Linked DNA regions of Mus musculus: region 1 is linked to region 2. A link is a contact called in public HiChIP or PLAC-seq data. All regions are on one chromosome and are shown on one strand. The core of a region is the stretch at or near the end of the contact, and the rest is flanking DNA. Distances in the headings are between cores, read along the strand shown. Region 1 holds the start of Ptpn21 (protein tyrosine phosphatase, non-receptor type 21). Region 2 has its middle 52 kb from the start of Gpr65.

What was found. HiChIP or PLAC-seq counts read pairs in DNA pulled down with a chosen protein or histone mark.
Region 1: a contact with region 2 is called in an H3K4me3 HiChIP or PLAC-seq map of bone marrow-derived macrophages, with 3 times the contacts expected there. The contact joins the promoter of Ptpn21 here to the enhancer-like site in region 2. A contact is called at or near these places in 2 of 39 promoter capture datasets (the HPC-7 cell line and hippocampal neurons), 1 of 15 datasets of contacts at CTCF or cohesin (the NIH/3T3 cell line), 3 of 115 datasets of contacts at active chromatin or transcription factors (bone marrow-derived macrophages, embryonic midbrain and neural tube) and 1 of 9 other capture datasets (pancreatic islet).

What each region holds. Positions count from the first base shown.
Region 1 is chr12:98,735,782-98,738,873 of GRCm38.p6, reverse strand. It overlaps Ptpn21 (protein tyrosine phosphatase, non-receptor type 21), which reads left to right and starts at 1,469. Exons shown (of 19, transcript NM_001146199.1): 1 at 1,469-1,509.
Region 2 is chr12:98,318,778-98,321,719 of GRCm38.p6, reverse strand. No RefSeq gene overlaps it. Among named protein-coding and RNA genes, the nearest start is that of Gpr65, 52 kb to the right of the region's middle. Within about 2 kb of position 1,494, at least 10 of the 459 cell types and tissues checked have an H3K27ac peak or open chromatin away from gene starts, as enhancers often do. A contact at or near this core is called in bone marrow-derived macrophages, where this site is marked.

The sequences.
Region 1 (3,092 bases), core at 220-2,719, 420 kb before region 2:
TGCCATGGGGATGTTTCTGCCAAATTCACATGACTGAGGGAAACAGAGCTTAAGTGCATGGTTGGTAAATGACATCTGTAGACTGTGAAGAAGTTCAACTTGGTTGTCTAAAGCACCACTTGGGTTTTAGGATCATTTTCTATTTTTAAATTTCTTTCATTTTCTTCCCGATTCAATTAACACGTTTTTATTTAGTGCCTACTGTCTGCCCAGAACTGCCCTCGGAATTCTAAGAGGTATAAATGAAGCCTCTACGAAACAATTTATAATATTCCTGCCAAGTGCGGCAGCCACGGCGTGGCTAGAACTTTTTTTTAATCTTGGAAGTAGAGCCCTAAATTGAGTCGGAGAGGCGTGGAGGGTTGACATAAATGGAAAGGGGTCTGGTGGCGCTGCCCCCTCTTTGTTGGGGACAGTGGGCATGCTGGAGAGAAGGTAATTAGAGTGGCCAAGGACGCACTCTAGACCACACATAGAGGTCTAGTAGCTGAACTTCACCTTGGGCGAACACTGGGAAGGACTGACAAACCCGAGGGAGAGTAACCATGGGAGTAGTGCGAAGAGGAAGAACTCTGAGGAGATGAAGCCAGGTGCTCGCGGTGTGGTTTAGCAAGAATACAGTATAATAATAAGCACTGGAGTCCCGCTGAGGGCAGCTCCTCTCAGTTCTCTCTGAGCTACTTCCATGGTTACTCCTTGGCAGTAGTCCTTCCCAGTGGTTCTCCAAGGTAAAGCTAAGCTATTACACATAAAGGGGAGATCTAGAGTGGCTTCCCTGGGCTTCCTTATTTCTAGAACTCTTATCCCTCTGCTCCCTAGTGGATTCTGGGGAGCAGCACCTCCAGCCTGCTGCCCATTTGGGTCAGCTTTCCACTTCTCTCCAAGTTCAGAGTTCCTACAGAGGAGCAGTGTGTGCTTGATGGGAGGAGCAGGCACTTAAAGCGGGTAGGGTAGGGGGCGTGTAGAAAGTCTTGAACTGTCTTCAGCAATGTTCAAGAGTACTCCAACAACCCCAGTTTCTTTACAGACCACCACCTAATAATGCAACCAAGCCCTTTCTACCTGGACTCAAAATAACCTCCTCTTCACCTCCCTTTTTTCTTCTTCTTCAAAGCTCTGCTTTATTTGGAAACTTAAAATAACTGGTCACACGGTTAAAAACAGCAGCGGCGCGCCCCCTCCCCGGTGGCCGGCCGCAGCTGTCCGGCCTCCCCCGCGCCCTGCCGCCCGCATTCCAACTCTCTGAGGTCACGCGCCGCCGCCTCCCCGGATCCGCGCGCCCGGCCCTAGGGGAGGGACGCGGGCCCCGCAGCTCCGGCCCCGGCCCCCGAGCTCCCCCAGAGAGTGCCGCCGCGGCCCGGCCAGTGCGGGCAAGGCGTGCGGTCGGCGCGCGGGCCTGGGGCGCGGGCGACCGAGCAGCAGAGGCTGCGGCGGCTGCGAAGGCGCGGAGCCCAGGGAGGCGGGACGCAGAGCCGGAGCGCGGCCCCGACCCGGCGGGAGCCGGAGCAGGTGAGGCGCGGGGGACTCGGGCAGGGGCGTAACAAAGAGCGAAGTCTTCCCTTGCTCGCTCTGATCTCCTAGTCATTTCTAAAAAGAGTCTGGAACTTCTATTCCGGACTCCTCCGCGGATAGTTGAGGCTTAGTTCTGGATCGGGGTTTGAAATCTTGGGCATATTTGTGACTCTCGGAATATGTGGAGTATGAAGGTTGCCGTATAACTTTGGCAACAAGGGGCATAAAGGAAAGTCTGTTTGGCAACTCCTTGTTTCGGTTTTGGAGCAAAGCGTCTTTACTCCTGGAGGAAGAATTCTTGGATCTGCAAATTCCGACTTGTGATTTCTGTAAACCCTGTTTAGATTGGCTGCTCTGAGCATGCTTGTCCTATCCCCAGCCGCCGCGGCCGAGAAAGCCTTATGATTATAAAGAATGTTAGTAAAAACCTTCTGAATCTTTATGAGCTCCAAGGAACCACTGCAGTATGTCTAATAGTTACTGACCCATGTTTTCTTTTCTCTTTCTTTTTAAGTTTTGGACAAGACAACAGTTCCACACTGGAAATAGTTGTTTTGTTTGTAGGCCATTTGGTTATATGCACAAATGTTCTGTGAGAAACAGGATTGATTTAAGGCACTAAGATATAGGCGTTCTAAAAATGTTAGGCTCTCTTTTTTAGTGAATATTTAACGTTAAAGGAATAGTGGCAAAGTTCCATGAACATGTGGTGACTGACTTGAGGTGTGACTCGAGTTAAAGTCTCTGGTGAGACTCAGAGTTAAAGTAAATTTGAGAAACCTCTAGAAGGGGGTATGGCTAAGAAAAATGAGAAATGGACTCGCTAACAGTGCAGAGCATCTTCTGTAAACCCGTGAAGCAGGATTTAAATATGCATCTTTTCTTATTCTATAATGGGATGATTTTATAGAGAAATTAGCCTGATTTTCTCTTTTAAAGGCTATATATAGTCTATTTCATTTAGTAGTTGGCACCTATACCAACCCTCTCCAGAGTATCTTAAGTTTCTACCTCTTGGCTGTAATATTGAAACATAAGTTATGGCATCATCAAGATATATTAATCAAACATAAAATTTTAAGTTACTAAGCAGTTTTTCCACAGTAGGTTTTATATGAATAATCAAGAAACCAGACATTCTTAGGAGAAGATGCATAGAAATTTAACAATCAAATGATAACAGTTGCCCAAATAAAAAGAGAAAACATTGGTTTTTCCTCCTCCCCAGTGCTGTAAAACATTCCAAATCTCAGCGACAACTGGAAATTTGAGTTTGTCTATTCAGAACTTAATAATTAAGCTATATAGTGTAGTATACTGTGTTAAGGGCATAGTTCCATCTTTAGAGTGGAGACACTAGCACATTTGACAGTATATAAATCAGATGTCTTCCCTTTGGACGCATGAAACTTTTAAAAATATACGTTAATGTTTTAGTTGCCACAATTTGAAGACTGAAATCTACAACTTATGAGATAATACTTTGCACACTACACTTTCGTTGTTGTTTAGGTTTAGAGAAGCACAATTAGTGTATCTCCTAGGTAAAAGCTTGTTTAACTTTTTAAAAGTATTTTCAT
Region 2 (2,942 bases), core at 245-2,744:
ACTAGTCACATGGCATTATTTGACAGAATACTTACTGGATATTCCTAGTAACAGCCTAGTAACTACAGACTAAGAGTGGGAAGTGTGCCATTCCTCCCCTCTCTTCTTCCACTGAAGCCTAGGAGGTAGGTGCTCCATCTCTGCCATTTGCCATTTGGGCCTTCTACACTGCTGCCTTTCTGCCCATCTCTGGTATTGATAAAATAGATAAATCTCTTACCTAGAGATACATGCTGTCACAGTGTCCCCTCGAGCCTTATACCTGACAGTTTAGAGTTTCCCACTATGACCTTTGTTCATAATGTGTGTGCTGGTTTTCCCCATTGGCAGTTAAGTGCTACTGTGCAAGATTTCAGCCTCTTTGGTGCAAAGTTTCCTTCCACACAAAAAGACTAATAATAATATTTTCCTCTTAGTGTTGACACGAGAATTAAAAAGTGAAAATTCCTTAGCTCTGCTCAAGGAAAAACCAGTTGTTAAAAATACCAGCTATTGTCATGATTGCAAACAGCCCACAGAGGAATATAAAATCTTTAAAGTTAGCTTTCCTACAGCCTAAGTGCTAACAAAGTGACTCCATTTTCTTTTTTTTTAAATATTTTTTATTATTACGTATTTTCCTCAATTACATTTAGAATGCTATCCCAAAAGTCCCCCATACCCTCCCCCCTACTTCCCTACCCACCCATTCCCATTTTTTGGCCCTGGCATTCCCCTGTACTGGTGCATATAAAGTTTGCATGTCCAATGGGCCTCTCTTTCCAGTGATGGCCGGCTAGGCCATCTTTTGATACATATGCAGCTAGCGTCAAGAGCTCCGGGGTACTGGTTAGTTCATAATGTTGTTGCATCTACAGGGTTGCAGATCTCTTTAGCTCCTTGGATACTTTCTCTAGCTCCTCCATTGGGGGCCCTGTGATCCATCCAATAGCTGACTGTGAGCATCCACTTCTGTGTTTGCTAGGCCCTGGCATAGTCTCACAAGAGACAGCTATATCAGGGTCTTTTCAGCAAAATCTTGCTAGTGTATGCAATGGTGTCATCGTTTGGAGGCTAATTATGGGATGGATCTCTGGATATGGCAGTCTCTAGATGGTCCATACTTTTGTTTCAGCTCCAAACTTTGTCTCTGTAACTCCTTCCATGGGAAGACCAAAATGTGACTCCATTTTCTTAATGTTACTGAAGACAGTAAGAAGGGACTGGACTGGTGAACTTGTCTCAACTTGGACATATCAGTGGATTTTTATAAGATCAAAACTTAGTTTTCTGAGTAATTCCACATCAGCATAAACTATGGCATATAAAATAAGCATGGATTATGAAGGTAGTTATTAAACAGACACATTTATTTTTCAAATGCTTATTAAATAAGCTCAGTTTGGAATGTCTGAGTTGTCATTTTTTTGTTTTTTTTCCTGTCTACAGTTCAGCTTTTACCAGAACTTCCCTTTCCCATAGCCACTCTGGTTGAAACCAAGTCCCTGCATCTGTTCAGATCACAGAGAATGTTTTGGCATAAGCAGAAATCTATGCTTTGCTCTTTCTGTTTTAGATCATGTCTCATCTTCTTGTTCCTTAAAACTGTTGTCTCAGGGTTGGATTTCCTGTGAGCTCCCTTGAACAGACAATAGTTTTCTGCTCCCACGGGGGATAGTGCTTTATTATTCTGAAGAATTAAAATCAAACAGTTCCATCTAGAGAAATAAAAGCTATGGTGAGAAGACTGGTCAGGTGGATGGATGAAGCTCCCCTAGTAGCCAATGGCAACTCGCTATCTCTGAGCCCATTTTCTCAGCTATAAAATGAACTCAGTCTTCATTTCTACAAGCATGCCAAGACCTCAATAGATGCTCCTAGTTTATAGAAATAGCTCAACATCATGAGGTTCACGCTTTGATGCCAGGAACGGTAGGGTGGAGGTAGCAGGAGCCTGGGAGGATGAAGAGTCTGTAAGGGGCAATGGGCAATAAGACACACTTTATTCCTTCCATGTGAAGGCCATGAGGCAGGCCTATGAAGGCAAGTACCAGTATCCAGACACATACAGGCTGCACACAGGTGGACATAGGCATATATACAGATCAGTACACAGGCCACATGGAAATTGGCTCATAAACCTATGCCACACACACTCTGGTGAAGTCTGCTTGACAGGCTGAGAAGCCTGGGAGCACTCACGAGGCAAAGGGTTTCATGGAAACTCACCTCCTGGAGTTTTGGCGTTCTTGTTAACCCATATACTCATACTCTATTCCCGAGTTAGCCTGGTGTATGGATCCACGTGCTCTCTTTTAGTATTATCTTATTATAAGTGCCTTTTAAGATTGAATTCTGACATAGCTAAGCCTTCGCCAGTGTTCCAACGTCCTAGAAAGTCCTTGAGCTGACCATGGGCTTAGAATTCAATGTTGCCTCTTCAGTGACATTCAGAATTGCCTCTGCTATTACACTATCACTTAGAATAAAAGCCAAGTCGCTCCCATATACCGGAATTTACAATGGTTTAGGAAGTAGATCGGGCTGTGGTTTTAGGGTAATGCATTATTCATGAGATGGTTAGCTAGAGCGGAACTCCCTAATTAGAACCATGACTTAGGTGTGAAAGCCCTTGCCCTAGGAGTGTAAAGACCTCACACCCGGCTTCTAAGACTATAGCTGACCTTAGATAGGGCTGACTTTGTCTCAGTTGTTTTATTGCCCAGTTCCTGCCAGTCTTTGTGTTTACATTCCTCTGTTTTGTGTAAGAATCATTAAGCATCCAGTAACCTCATTTGTACCTTGCCAATGTGTCACCTAACTTCCCTATTTTCTTCTGTATAAAAAGTTTGATGCTCAATTTGACAAATTACATTCAGATTCTACACAATCTCACAAGTTGGTCTGTCTGTCACTTGCCGACTCCTTGCCCATCTGCACCCAGAGACCCGTCCACGCAGACA